Linked DNA regions of Ovis aries: region 2 is linked to region 1. The links are chromatin contacts, called in public Hi-C maps. All regions are on one chromosome and are shown on one strand. Each heading gives the region's core, a stretch centred on a gene start, on an enhancer-like site or on the middle of the called end of the contact. The rest is flanking DNA. Distances are from core to core; before and after follow the strand shown.

Region 1 (2,700 bases), core at 174-2,673:
GGGCCATCCTTAACCCCTCCCACTACTGCAAACCCAGATGGACCCAGGACAGAGGGCCGCTGGGCTCCACGGCCCTCAGAGCACCCGTGTTGGAGGTGGGTCCCCTTTTAGAAGCAGGAGCCAGGGTGGGGATACTCCAGGCGCCAAGAGAGGCAACCAGGTAAGAGTCACATGGTGAGTGACTGGCACGTTCTGTTGTCCTGGCCAGACCCTCTGGGGGCAGAGTCTGGGGACAGCAGTGTCTGCCAGGACTCCCCAGGGGATAGGGGTCTCAGAGTCCATGAGGGGATTTCAATGGGACAATGGGCTAAATACCCACCCAGGCTGGTACAGGCTGGGTGAGGGGGCCAGGGTGACCAGGGCAGTGTCACTCCCAGTTGAGTCAAAGGGGACTGGGCCCAGGTAGCTTGGGAGGGGCCTCTGCTCAGCCTCTACCTCATTCTTAGCTCAGGGCTGAGACACAGATCTAGGACACAGATAGGTCAGGGGGATGGCTGCAGGGAGGGAAAATGCTGGATGGGGAAGCCAGGGTCCCTCCATCCCCTAGAGGTTTATGGGCAGGTGCCCCAGCTATGGGGCCAACGTAGGCTACAAGCAATCCATAGCAGCCCTTCCTGTTCCAGGCCCCTTCTCAGCCAGGACCACGCTGAGCGCCAGAGGGTTAAAGGGTGGGGGTCTTGAGCCTCAGGTCCCCCACCTGGTGCACGCCAATTTGCAGGGGGCAGGGTAGGGAGACGCCTTAGAGGCCTCAGATATGAGACAGGAAGCCCAGAATCCCTTCTCTGATGGCTAGACCTCCAAGGCCTCTGGGCCCCAGAAAGGAGCCTCTGACTCCTTCATCCACAGCCCTTGGCTGCTTGCCTATTGCTCCAGGGCCCAGCCGTCTTCCCCTGCCCAGCAGGGCCCCCTCCCAGAGCCGGCCACCCGCCTGCCCTGGGCCCGCTGCTGACCACAGCCCTGAGTGTGGAGTGAAGGGAAGAGGCTGGGCCATGGAGACCGAGGGCCTCCCACTCCCGCCCGTCACAGCCAGGGTTGGAGCCAGGGGTCACCCCCTCATCCACCCCAGAGACCAGGGCAAGGATTGGTGGAAAGGCTGAGAGGTTCAGGGGTCACAGTGTATCGCTGGGTCGGAGGTCAAAGATTTGCTGACAACAGCCTTGGAGGTATTGATCCGGTGGGGGGAGGTGACAGAACTCTGTCCCCTGCCAAGGGCTGTGGGCATGGGCTGGTGGTCAGCAAGCTGGATGCAGCAGAGCCCACCCCAGAACAGGCTCCTGGGGACGGGGGGCAGGGGGCTACACAGCTCCTCTCATGGCACCAAGTCCCTCGACAGGCAGGGGACCAGTCATATCACAAGGGATTTCGGTTATCATGCTGAGCTGATGGTCCAGCATGCCTGGGCCTGTCGCCAAGGGGACAGCAGGGACCTGGCGGCTATGTGCTCCAGCACCCAGAGCTCTCACAGGTATGAGACGACAGGCCCCGGGGGAGCTGGGAACCGAGGAGTCAAAAAACCCGACATCATCTTCAAGACAACAGCAGGCCGAGGGCCGGGCTGGCTTCGTGGGGGAGGGTGCACAGCTGCAGTGACCTGCAAAGGCTTCCCCCAGTCTTACCTGCTCACCCCAGAGGTCAGCTTCTAGCGGATGCAGGCATCATTCCAGCTCCCTCCCACCCCAGAAAGATGTAGTGAATCCTCCCCACTCCCATCCCCAACTTGTGCCCAGAGCCCACCTGGAGGTGGCCAGACACTCTGACTGCCCCTTACTCATCTCGCACACACCCATCCACCCAGCCTTGGCCCAGAAGGAAGGAGCCCCCATGACCGAGAGGGTGAAGGGGCATCTCACTCAAATGAACTCACCCCAAACAGACTGGACCCAAAGGTGTTTCCTTTTCTTTTGGATTATATGAATGTGTACATATCTTTGTATGGAGGGGATTTTATTTATTTACTTACTTAGCTATTTGTTTACTTTGGCCGCACCATGTGGCATGTGGGATCTTAGTTCCCCAACCAGGAATCAAATCCATGCCCCCTGTAGTGGGAGCACGGAGTCTTAACCACTGGACCACCAGGACATCCCCCCAAAGGAGTCTCTGCATCTATCCTTGAGGGTGCCTGGGGAGAGAGAGGAGGGGAGTGTGCGTGCCTGTGTGTGACTGCGTGTACCTGTACGTGTGTATGTCCATGTGCTTGTTGCTATGTGTGCACGTGTTTTTCCTGTGTGTGTGTATGTGCACAGAGCATGTGTGTGAACATGCAGTTGTGTGCATGTGTGAACTGTGTGATCATGTGCACGTGGGTGCAGTGTGTGTGTGTGTGTGTGTGTATGCATGTACTCACATGTGCTTGGCCCAGGCCCGAGGCTGGGCTGGCCCCCTTCCAGGCACTGCCTGGAGAGACACTCCAGCTGTCCCTTGGAATGGCTTGATCGGGGCTTAGCCAGAAACCCTTACGAGTCCCTGTGGCCCTGGCCCTGGCAGCTGGCCCAGAGCTGAGGGCTTCTGATCAGCCCTGGCCAAGCTGGCAGCATGGCCAGAGGGCAGCTCTGTCCACTGGGAAGGCATGTGGTGGCCCCTGACTCAGAGCATACCTAGGTTCGAGGTCACTGGCACTGAGATGGGATGAGACACGTGGCCCCCTGGGGTCTGGAACTTCTTGATGCAAATGGGGCCCCCTAGCAGTGGCCCCTGCTG
Region 2 (2,700 bases), core at 190-2,689, 47 kb before region 1:
GGGGACTAGAAGCGGGAGCAACTTGCCGGCTCTCAAAGCCCCAAGGGAGTAGGCTGTCCCCGCGATCCCTAAGTAGAACGCGCGAGGCGCCACGTGGCTGGGGAAACGCGCTGCCTTAAACCCCTTCCCCCAGCAGCAGCCAGTGCGGAGGCGGCGCGGCGCCCAGGGGTCACCGGGGCCCGGCCACCTTGTTCCTCACAATTCCAGGGACCCAGCGCCCTGCGAACAAGCCCGCAGGGCTCTCACATTAGATGCTCGGACCGTGAGCCGCAGAGATTCGGAGGCCCCGGCTTTCTCCACAGCCCCGCTCCCGCCTTGGAGAGCACCTGAATGGGGAGTAGGGGAGAAGGTTGCGGGCCTTTGATCGCCGGCCCCGCTTCGGGATCCCCGTCTCGGAGTCAAATTCGCCTCCTCCCCCTATGCTTCTCCCCTCACCCTGGTACCCCAGCCCCGGAATCCAGCTGGGCCCGTCCCGCTGGGAAAAAAACTGGCGGCCCCGCGCCGGGTAGCAGCGCCAACTCCGTGCACCTAGCAACACCTAGAGCTCGGGCAAGGAGAAGTAAATTACAAGAAAGTTTCCCAGCCCGGGCGGGTGGACAAATCGAGTCCTCTAGACTCCCGGATTGCGGCCGCCTCCCCTTTCCTCTGCTCCCCGCGGGGTCCTAGCGCCTGAAACTGCTGGCCCGTATGACCCTGGAGTACTTGCACGGGGCAAGCGGAGCGGAGAGGTACTTTTGCGCGGAATCTGTGCGGGTGCCTGGGTATCAGAGAAGCAAAATCCCGGTTCTCCTTGGTGTCTCCAAGTGGCAGCATGCACTGGGCCGCACGTCCGAAACTGTTCCCTGCCCCCTACCCCTGACCCCTTCTTTACGCAACCTCCTTGCAGAGTACCCGGACCCGGACGAAACCGGTTCCAGCTTTTAAAGTGAGTCCGCGCCAGGAAAGCTCAGAGACCAAGACCTGCCTCTCCGCCCACCCCAACCAACCCTAACCCCCTGTGTGGCGTCGGGTGTTCCGGGGCTCCCCGGTCTTTGGGGGGAGGTGGGTCCCCTGGACAGGCTACAGGAGGGGGCCCTGCCGTCGACCACTCGTGCGCGGGGGCGACAACTCTACCGAGGGTGGGGCACCGCGCGCGAGTCTCGGTTCGGCGGGCGACGCGGGAGGTAGTAGGCGTTGCCCCGCGGCCCCTCCCCGCCAGCTCTGAGCTCCAGCCCCACTCGCCGCCCTCTGCAGCCCGCAGGCGCTAAGACCCAGGAGGCGCTGCGCCGCTGTCACCGTTTGCACACTAGAGGGCGACAAACGCCCCGGTATAAATGCGGGCCCCGCGCGGGCCTGGCCATTCGCGACCGGGAGCTGAGCGGGCGCGAGCGAGTAGGGGCTCTGGGTGGGCGGCGGCAGCAGCGGCGCCCCGCGCAGGCTGGAGGCCGCCGAGGCTCGCCATGCCGGGAGGACTTTAGCTCCCCCATGGAGTCGGCCGACTTCTACGAGGCGGAGCCGCGGCCCCCGATGAGCAGCCACCTCCAGAGCCCCGCACACGCGCCCAGCAGCGCCGCTTTCGGCTTTCCCCGGGGCGCGGGCCCCTCGCAGCCCCCCGCCCCACCTGCCGCCCCGGAGCCTCTGGGCGGCATCTGCGAACACGAGACGTCCATCGACATCAGCGCCTACATCGACCCGGCCGCCTTCAACGACGAGTTCCTGGCCGACCTGTTCCAACACAGCCGGCAGCAGGAGAAGGCCAAGGCGGCCGCGGCCCCCGCAGGAGGCGGCAACGACTTTGACTACCCGGGCGCCCCCGTGGGCCCCGGAGGCGCCGTCATGCCCGGGGGGACGCACGGTCCCCCTCCCGGCTACGGCTGCGCGGCGGCCGGCTACCTGGACAGCAGGCTGGAGCCTCTGTACGAGCGGGTCGGGGCGCCGGCGCTGCGGCCGCTGGTGATCAAGCAGGAGCCGCGCGAGGAGGACGAAGCGAAGCAGCTGGCGCTGGCCGGCCTCTTTCCCTACCAGCCGCCGCCGCCGCCGCCGCCGCCGCACTCGCACCCGCCGCCCGCTCACCTGGCCGCCCCGCACCTGCAGTTCCAGATCGCACACTGCGGCCAGACCACCATGCACCTGCAGCCCGGCCACCCCACGCCGCCGCCCACGCCCGTGCCCAGCCCGCACCCAGCGCCCGCGCTCGGCGCCGCTGGCCTGCCAGGCCCCGGCGGCGCGCTCAAGGGGCTGGCCGCCGCGCACCCCGACCTCCGTGCGGGCGGCGGCGGCGGCGGCAAAGCCAAGAAGTCCGTGGACAAGAACAGCAACGAATACCGGGTGCGGCGCGAGCGCAACAACATCGCGGTGCGCAAGAGCCGGGACAAGGCCAAGCAGCGCAACGTGGAGACGCAACAGAAGGTGCTGGAGCTGACCAGTGACAATGACCGCCTGCGCAAGCGGGTGGAACAACTGAGCCGCGAACTGGACACACTGCGGGGCATCTTCCGTCAGCTGCCCGAGAGCTCCCTGGTCAAGGCCATGGGCAACTGCGCGTGAGGCGCGAAGCGGCGGGACCGCCCTGGGCTGGCCGCCGGCTGGGACCCAGGGAGTGGCTTCGGGTCTCCGGATCTCAAGACTGCCCGAACAGCGTAAGCCAGGACCAGGAGATTCCGGTGCCGCCTGAGAGCCTGGCCTGCTGCGCGTGCCCCTTGCCTTCCTCTGCGCCCAACA

The links. Hi-C and Micro-C count contacts between places; a contact is called where the count stands out from the background.
Region 2: a Hi-C map of tail adipose tissue shows a contact between it and region 1, with 4 times the contacts expected there. The contact joins the promoter of CEBPA here to the enhancer-like site in region 1. A contact is called at or near these places in 10 of 16 Hi-C or Micro-C datasets (blood, hypothalamus, liver and 3 more).

What each region holds. Positions count from the first base shown.
Region 1 is chr14:43,174,289-43,176,988 of ARS-UI_Ramb_v3.0, reverse strand. No RefSeq gene overlaps it. Among named protein-coding and RNA genes, the nearest start is that of SLC7A10, 19 kb to the right of the region's middle. Within about 2 kb of position 1,423, at least 9 of the 54 cell types and tissues checked have an H3K27ac peak or open chromatin away from gene starts, as enhancers often do. A contact at or near this core is called in liver and tail adipose tissue, where this site is marked.
Region 2 is chr14:43,221,426-43,224,125 of ARS-UI_Ramb_v3.0, reverse strand. It overlaps CEBPA (CCAAT enhancer binding protein alpha), which reads left to right and starts at 1,439. Exons shown (of 1, transcript NM_001308574.1): 1 at 1,439-2,526. The coding sequence starts at 1,465. The coding sequence ends at 2,526.